Regions from separate parts of the Pan troglodytes genome. Here regions 1 and 3 are each linked to region 2. Evidence: chromatin contacts called from public Hi-C and HiChIP or PLAC-seq data. All regions are on one chromosome and are shown on one strand. Each heading gives the region's core, a stretch centred on a gene start, on an enhancer-like site or on the middle of the called end of the contact. The rest is flanking DNA. Distances are from core to core; before and after follow the strand shown. Region 1 overlaps LYRM4 (LYR motif containing 4). Region 2 holds the start of NRN1 (neuritin 1). Region 3 holds the start of FARS2 (phenylalanyl-tRNA synthetase 2, mitochondrial).

Region 1 (2,700 bases), core at 106-2,605, 790 kb before region 2:
TATCACAACTCCATGAGGGTTAATATGTCACGATCCCCATCAGATTTCCATATTCCTTTCATGGTTCATTCCTTCAGGAGGGAGACTGTGGGTGGCCAAAAAGACACCCTGATTTTGGTGGTATAGACCCTGCGACCGAGATGTATGATCTCAGGGAACATACTTCATGCATTTATTTAGTCAGTGAAAACTTACTAAGAGCCAGCTCTATGTGGGATGTTCTAGATCCTGTGGATAATAACAGCAAGCATTTGCATAACATTTCCTATGTGCTAGCATTATCCCGGGGGCTTTGCATATGTTAGTGTACTTGATCCTCACTACAACGCATGAAGTAGGGCTTACTGTCATCTGCAGTTTGCACTAGGCACTGAGAGGTTAAATATCTTGCTCAGGGTCACATAGCTAGTAGGCTGAGTCAGGATGTGAACACAGGCCGGCTGGCCCCAGAGTCCATGCTCTTCGCCACCCAGTGGAGATGATGACAGCGACAGGGGAGATCCCTGTCCTCATGGCCCCTGCCGTCTTGCAGAAGAGGGAGAAAATAGACAAGGCCACAAGTAATGTCATAGTAGGTAGTGATAAGTGCTGTCAGGAAAACTAAGGCAGGGCAGCGGAGACAGAGAGAATCTGTTTTAGATAGTGCGGTCCCAGGGGGGCCCCTATGGGAAGGTGAAATCTGAGCACAGGCCTGGGTGGAAGGGGGAGGGAGCTACGGGAACATTTGGAGGGACTCCTCCAGGCAGGGGGTGCACAAGCATTGAGATGGGAGCAAGAAGTTCAAGGAAATACGGAGCGTGAGGGAGAGGAGTGCAATGGAGGGCCTCTGGGGACCTCACACAGGCTTCAGGTTTTATGTTAGGGTGTCACGAAGCAAGAGCCTTGAAGGGGTTGAACGGGGCAGTGGCCCGATCTTTCTTTTGAAAAAGATCACTGTGGTGGTGGTGTGTGGAGAACAGACCATGTGTGGGGTGGAGTGGGGGCAGGGGCACCCGGAGGACAGGTCAGAAGGCTGCTACAGCAGCCAGATACAGAGGACAGTGTGCAAGAATACAGACTCTCCACCTTGCCATAGGCTGTTAGTCCAAAGGCAACTTACGCCAGCTTGCAGCCAGATGGCCTGGGGAGCCACTGTGCCTTACGCCCTAACTACGGTAAAGGCTGCATGTGGATTCAGGAAGAGTCCTGACATGAAAGGGAAGTGAGTAGAAACTTTCCAGCTGCTGTTGTCTAACTGGTTCTCTGAAGGGATGAGAATGCTTTCATCCCTGAGGTGGTGACAGCAAGCTGTTCTGCAAGGTCGCCGTGTGTATTCTCCATCAGGAATGTGCAGTGGCCAGGCTGCCCTGGGGAGGGCGCCCTTGCCCTGCACATGACACTGCTCCAGTGAGTCTGTTCTGGGAGGGGAACTCACTGGGATGTCAGATGAGGGCCAGTTTAGTATTTTTTTTTTTTTGGCAAGGGTAGTTTGAGCATTTCAAACCAAGAAGTGACACAGACAATTAGATATAGCAGGAGAAATGATGGCACAGATTATTTACAATCCCCCTTTTCTAGGCAGTTTATACTCTGGATAATTTTACGCTAAAGATAAAACCTGCCTGTTTTGCCAACCTCTACACAGAGTAAGTGCCAAAGAACAAAATCTTTCTGAGTTTATGCAAAATAAGAACTCAGCTGCTTGTTCTTCTATGCTCCACTGCTAAAGGACCTCATAAAATTCAACTACTCGTGACTGGAAATGCCATTGTTCTGGAGTTTTCAAAATGCTGACTCACATAAATGCGACTCAAAGTACACATAAATGTGCAGATCAGTTTCTTTTCTGAGTACCCTACTATCCTCATGGCTTTAGTTAGAGATCATTTCCTAGGCCTGTCTGAGTGTGGCAGTTACTCTATTACTAAATAGCTGTAGAACTCGAGGATGGTTATGAGAATCCGAAATGCTATTCTAGAAAGAACTGTTACATTATGTAGGCAATATAACAAGACCTTTAATCTTGACATAAACTGCAAATTATAGTTTCAAATATTGCTTCTTTTTTGAATTCTTTTTTTAATCTTGACATAAACTGCAAATTATAGTTTCAAATATTGCTTCTTTTTTGAATTCTTTTTAGAGTCAAGCATGAAGAAGGGTCAGGGAAAGATTATTATCTAATTTAATGTCAGCCAAGCTGGCATCTCTTGATGCTAAAGAAGCCCTTTCAAAACAGTACAGCATAACTTACAAAAATGGTAAAGAGTTTCCCCCTCCACACTTTATAAGCAAATTTCCTGCAAGTAAAAGACAAACACGAACAGAAGCAGAAATGGAGTTTATTGCGTGATTGCTGCTAAGTCAAAGAAAAACAGTGAAAAGGGTGTTTTTTAGAGAGCAAGAAAACCCATCAGTGGACGGTGACTTTAACCTCTGACGTTCTAATTACTCTTGCGGATGTTATCAGACCACGCAGGAGATCATGCCGCTGCACATGCTCCACCCACCTCATGAGAATGAGAAAAGGAAGCACAAGTCAAGGTGATCCTTGGCACTTCCACAAAACGAAAACTAACACACCCTCCAGGTTCCTTTATGGGGTCAGCACCCAAGCAGCTGTACTTTACACCATCTGCACCTGCAGATGCACCCCCCATGTGGCAACGTAATTCAGGTTCACCACCTACAATGGTGTCTTCAAGAAAAGGGCCACGTTCT
Region 2 (2,728 bases), core at 118-2,617:
TGCCCACCAGCCGGGTCTGCGGTGCCCGTGCAAACACTGCAGCTAGGATATAGGGGGGAGGAGGGGCGGGAGAATGACAAAGTTCTAAATGCAGCAGTCTGAGCCCTGGAATATCTTTGCTTTCAGCACATAAACTTTCCAGTCCTGGCTGCCTAGCCATTTTATTCCTGCATTCACATTTCGACTCTTCAAAATAATATCTTGCAGTATCGCAGGGGCCAGTACATTGCCCCAGAGCGCACCAAACCTGGTATAAACCCAGAAAGGGAAACAAAAATGGATGTGTGCTCAGGAAAAAGGGGGAAAAAAACCGTGTCCAGAAAATGTCCGGCCGCACACATTTCCTGGCGAACATTTGGAATCTATAGCTTTAGGAAAAACCGATCTGGGACGCGCTAGTCCCCAGGAACTGATGCCCCCACCCTCGGGGGATTGCCGGCTTCTCCGCACCCTGGGGCGGCCGCGGACCCGCTAGTCCCCCTCCGCGCCTCGGGCCGGGGCAGGCTGCCTCCCGCCTCCAGCCTCCAGCCGGGCTGAGCGGCCACTTACCTATTTGCACCGCGAGGATCAGTGAAATATATCTGCCGTTCAACTTAAGTCCCATCCTACGTTTAGTCAAACCATTTGCGACCGCAGACCTTTAAATAGTTAGTTTAGAGAACGCGGGGGAAAGCCAAAAAATAGGCATTGCCAACAAGTTCCGGGAGCGACAGAGACTTTATGCACTGGGAAGGCAGAGGGAGGAGAGAAAGAGAGGGAGCGAGGAAGAGACAGAAAGAGAGAGAGAGAGAGAAAGAGAGAGAGAGAGAGGCTGAGGGGGGGGAGAGCTGGGAATGGTTCACTCCATTAGAAGGGGGCGGAGGAAGTACAGCCTCACGCCCACCAGCAGGCCTGACGTGGGGGATGACACGGAATGATTTTTTTTTTAATATAGACACCTTGGTAGAGAATCGCCATTTATAGTCATCAGAAGCTGGAATTAATCAGATATCTCCAATTAATGTGCGATCTGAACGAAATTTTGCCTCCCGGGGGTGAGCACTTTCCTATTCTAGCGGTCACCCCTGCCTCTTCCTCGTTCCGGGGGCCCCCCAGCCCCGCCGCCTCCCTGCGCAGAACAGGGGCTCCCCCTCCCTTCCCCGCCAGGAGCTGGGGAGTCCTGGCGCGCCCACTCGATTGTTTCAACCTGCTCCCCCTCCTCCATCAGCACCACAGAGAATCCAGCCCGCTCTCTACGATGCAGGGGGGTTTAAAGGAGCGGGAGAGGGAAAAACAGCTAAGCTAGCTCGATTAATTCGAAAGCGCTCCTCGGCCGCCCGCCCCCTGCGCTTGCCTACCCTCTTTTTCTCCAACCCAGCAGCCGAGCTCTGGGCGCAGCCTGGAGCGCGTGAGCACGCAGTCCGGCCCCCCGCACGAGCACACACACACACACACACGCGCGCGCGCGCACGCCCGCCAGCCGCGCCGAGCGCCCCCATGCCCGCCCGCACACAAGGCACGCGAGCGCGCGCACACGCCCAGGCCCCGGGGGTTTGGTTTGCACACGTGGGGCCCCAGAAATAAACACCGAATGTCCTCTGTGAATTTTACCCACCTCCGATGCCCCAGCGGGCCAAAGGCCGCTTCAAGGGACACAGCGACACCTGTTTTAGGGGGCGAGTAGGGCACCGGGGAAGGAGCCTCTGATAAGACAGTTTTCGGATACTAGTGATTTACCAAGCAACTCTCAGCGCTTTAGGAAATTTCCAAGGCAAGCGCTAGTGTGCGGACTTCTTTCTAATCTTGATGCGCCTCTTGGGCTTATTTGTTGGGCTACACACACGTACCCACACGCACACACGTACATCACGTACGCACACGCACACCCGGACCCACACACACCTGCACTGTCTTTTGATGCTCAGGCACAGACCCTGTGTAGGTGTAGCCTACCCTGCAACAAAATACTTCTGCAGCTGGCTTTGTGCTAGGTGCAAGCTGCTATCGACGACAGCTTGAGTCAAAACCGAAAAACTAACAGGGCTATTTCCTTTCTAAACGCCTTTAAGCTCTGGTTTTCTTCCTTTCTTCTGCACCAAACAGAAAAAAAAAAAGTCTAAATTGTAGCGTCTTTAATAAAATGCTAAAGAAGGCATTGGCCAGCTTTAATCCTTAAGCCTGTGGAGAGAAAAAAATGAAAAAGACCCCCCAAATTTTGCCAAACTACACTAGAGGACGTCAAGCTGTCAAACTGTAGAAATGCATACGGATTAAGGAGAAGCGTTGAATTTGCTTCTACAGGCAGCGTGCCCTCTAGGGCCAATCTTGCCGTCCCCATACTCAGACATTTGGAGATGCATAGACAAAGGGGGAGAAAGGTGCAAAATAACGGGGGTAGGACAGGCTGTGGAGGGTAGGGGGCTGAGGGGGAGCTGCGGGGGTCCTACTGCAGCACTTGGTGACGTGAGGTGTCTGCAATGTGCGGCCCCTAACTCACGTCCCGCGGGAGCCTCAGACTCCCATGCAGCCTTCCTGGCCCTGGGGGCGGAGTCATGTCTCCCCGCCCCTGGTTATGTCACCGGCCTGCGGGCGGGGCGGTTGGGGGCTCGCCTTCCGGTGTCCAGGGGCACGGTGGCGGCCCCGGGTGTTTCCTTTCCCCGAGCTCGGAGGCTCCGGGAAGAACCGAAAACGTGGGCGGACAGGGGGTGGGGCGGGGGCTGGTGGCGAGAGGGGGGCGTTTCTCGGACCC
Region 3 (2,700 bases), core at 48-2,547, 750 kb before region 2:
GTACTACTCACTGGCCACTTCCACTCTCAACTCTTCCAATGCTCAAGGGAAGTTTTACATATGCAACACACTGGCCTTAACTTCACCAATGACTGATTTCCACCCCTTTTTTCTCTTCTGCAGAAACATAACACTAATCATGCTCCTAGAATAACTACCAAGATAGCCTTTAGGGGGAAAACGTCACAAGACATGAACGTCTCTCCTGGTATAAAGAAAGGCTCCTCCCCGAGGTCTCAGAGGCCACACCTGTAGGCAGGAGCACGCTTTTCGATGGCGGAGCCCGGTCCTTGCCTCGCAGCCGCCGGCAAACCACGGTGGCTCCCAGTCCCCGGGGATATTCCGCGTCAGCCCGCACCCCCGGTCCCCGGCCCCTGGCCCCCGGCCCCCAGCCCCCGGTGCCCGCTGGGTCACCTGTAATTGTAGGCGCTGAAACGCTTGCTCTCTCTCAGCATCGCCCGGTACAGAGCTAACACTTGTGCGCGACTGGAGGCTGCCATTTTGGAAAGAAAAAAAAAAATAAACGGGTCCTCTTCGCCGAGGTCCCAAGTACGACCCAACCCACGAAACTCCAGCCTGTGCGGAAACCACGAACGAAATAAAATGCTGCGGCTCGGCTTTGCCAGCGGGCCGGGCCTAAGCCTAAGCGGGCAGCCCTGCGGATCGCGGACGGCGCCAGGCGTCCCGCGCCGCTTCGGGGGCGGGCGCAGGCAGGGCTCGGGGCAGCTAAGGGGGCTGTGCTGGGAGGGAGATGCCTCCGCCCCGCCCCGATCCCGCCCCCGCCCGGAGGCTCGGGACCCGACAGCCGCTCCACGCGGCGGGAGGGCGGGGAAATAAGAGGACCGGCCGCCCGTGCATCCAGCCAAGCTCCTGGCGGACGGATATCGGAGGCCCGGGCATTCGAGGGACGTGCAGTTGCATCACGGAGAGCCTTTGGGAACCGTCTGGGGTCTTGGCGGAGACATTTGTGTTTCGGGGGCAGCGCCCCTTCCTACCCCCAGGAGGCCGCGTTGCCCGGGTTACCGAAGGCCGCCGCACCGACGCCCCGCCCCTGACCGCCGATGCCCCTCCCACGCCGGCTGCGGTCGCCCTCGGCGCTGCCTGAGAGAGCTTGAGGGATTTCAAGGGTGACTTGACTTCGCCCGATCCTGGTCGGCAGGGTGGGGTTTCTTGGCATTCCTCAGGCCGGGGGATGCGACGTCTGGGTGTGGAGGTGATGAGCTAGGGGTTCTGTGGCACTCCGGCTCTGCTCAGGGCGACCTGCGTAGGGGCCTCTGGGGCAGGCCCGCTTTCTGTCAAAATGGCAGCGCCCAGCGTGCGCGGGTATCTCTGAAGTTGGGGTTTAAGATTCTTGCCCGTGAGAGCGAACGAGCCTGCCGTGCTTCTGATTTTGAAACACCTGGGACTGGGTTTCCCGGGCGAGCGGTGGGTGAGTGCCGGCCTCGTTGCAGCCTGGGGTACGACGTGGGCGGTTGGTGTTGTAGGGGGTTTACATTGGCCGTGGATTTTTTCCTCTTTCCGGATGTGTTTTTGCTTTTGAGTGAGGAGTTCCCGTGGTTTTGTAACGTAATAAATGCATAAAATGCAGCTTGGGTTGTAGACTTTGGAGAATAATTAGAGACCTTTAGGGCTTTAGGCTTTCTCCAAGAAGCGGAGCAAGTTTTCAACCATGGCTTTCTTCAGAAGACTTCAGCTTTTTTGAATCATCTTATTAAAGTGGTGGATAAAGTTGCTTGTTCTGATCTTTGAGCATGGGACTGGACGCAGGAAGCTTCAGCCAGTCCTAGTTACTGTGTTTGCAAAGCACTTTTCTTGTTTTTGGAATCTTGCTTTATGTAATCAACCTTACTTAGGAAGAACCACACCTTTCTGCACTCAAGCACAGCGAGAAGTACGTTATGCGTAAAAACAAAACAACTTTGCATTAAAATCCATCTTTCTCCGAACCACTTGGTCACGGTTGTGTTCTCATCTGCTTTAGTGTATTTGGTTTTGAAACGGTATACCTGCTGTATGTCTAAACAACTTTATATTTTCAGGAACTTTTCTTTTTCCTTTTCTTTTTTTTGAGATGGAGTCTCGCTCTGTCGCCCAGGCTGGAGTGCAGTGGCGGGATCTCGGGCTCACTGCAACCTATGCCTCCCAGGTTCAAGCCATTCTCCTGCCTCAGCCTCCTGAGTGGCTGGGATTACAGGCGCGCGCTACCTCGCCCAGCTAATTTTTGTATTTTTAGTAGAGACAGGGTTTCACCATGTTGGTCAGGCTGGTCTCGAACTCCTGACCTCAGGCAATCCGCCAGCCTCGGCCTCCCAAAATGCTGGGATTACAGGTGTGAGTCATCACGCCCAGCCTCTATTTTCAGGAACTTTAAAGGCAGAAAAAACACTTCTCTGACCTTACCATTCTTTAGTGTACTTGCAACCTGGTGTCCTTGCATCCAGATATTCTTACTAATCCTGATGCAATGACATTTTTTCAAAGGCACTGAAGAGAAAATACTTTTATTAAGATATCTTTAAGTCTCCTCCCTGATTTCTTGAAAATCTCATGTCTGTTATTGTTTATTATTATTTTTTAAACAGGATAGCAAAACTTCTATTACTTCCTGGTTGGTCAGGTCATTGAGCAAATCTAGCCTCTGCTTTATTGAAAGGACTTTTTTGAGTTTTCCGTTTGCTGTTTCTTAAAGGATCCAAGACC

Evidence for each region. A called contact is a pair of places that touch in the nucleus more often than the background predicts. HiChIP or PLAC-seq counts read pairs in DNA pulled down with a chosen protein or histone mark.
Region 1: a Hi-C map of stem cell-derived neural progenitor cells shows a contact between it and region 2, with 3 times the contacts expected there. The contact joins the enhancer-like site here to the promoter of NRN1 in region 2. A contact is called at or near these places in 1 of 7 Hi-C or Micro-C datasets (stem cell-derived neural progenitor cells) and 1 of 1 datasets of contacts at active chromatin or transcription factors (stem cell-derived excitatory neurons).
Region 3: an H3K4me3 HiChIP or PLAC-seq map of stem cell-derived excitatory neurons shows a contact between it and region 2, with 7 times the contacts expected there. The contact joins the promoter of FARS2 here to the promoter of NRN1 in region 2. A contact is called at or near these places in 1 of 7 Hi-C or Micro-C datasets (stem cell-derived neural progenitor cells) and 1 of 1 datasets of contacts at active chromatin or transcription factors (stem cell-derived excitatory neurons).

The regions. Positions count from the first base shown.
Region 1 is chr5:11,172,171-11,174,870 of NHGRI_mPanTro3-v2.0_pri, forward strand. The region is part of intron 2 of LYRM4 (LYR motif containing 4); the gene reads right to left. Among named protein-coding and RNA genes, the nearest start is that of LYRM4, 46 kb to the right of the region's middle. Within about 2 kb of position 1,356, at least 11 of the 24 cell types and tissues checked have an H3K27ac peak or open chromatin away from gene starts, as enhancers often do. A contact at or near this core is called in stem cell-derived neural progenitor cells, where this site is marked.
Region 2 is chr5:11,964,812-11,967,539 of NHGRI_mPanTro3-v2.0_pri, forward strand. NRN1 (neuritin 1) reads right to left here and starts at 1,368. Exons shown (of 3, transcript XM_001163671.6): 1 at 550-1,368. The coding sequence starts at 604.
Region 3 is chr5:11,218,489-11,221,188 of NHGRI_mPanTro3-v2.0_pri, forward strand. It overlaps FARS2 (phenylalanyl-tRNA synthetase 2, mitochondrial), which reads left to right and starts at 1,298. Exons shown (of 7, transcript NM_001246463.1): 1 at 1,298-1,429. It overlaps LYRM4 (LYR motif containing 4), which reads right to left and starts at 782. Exons shown (of 5, transcript XR_008548779.2): 1 at 415-782.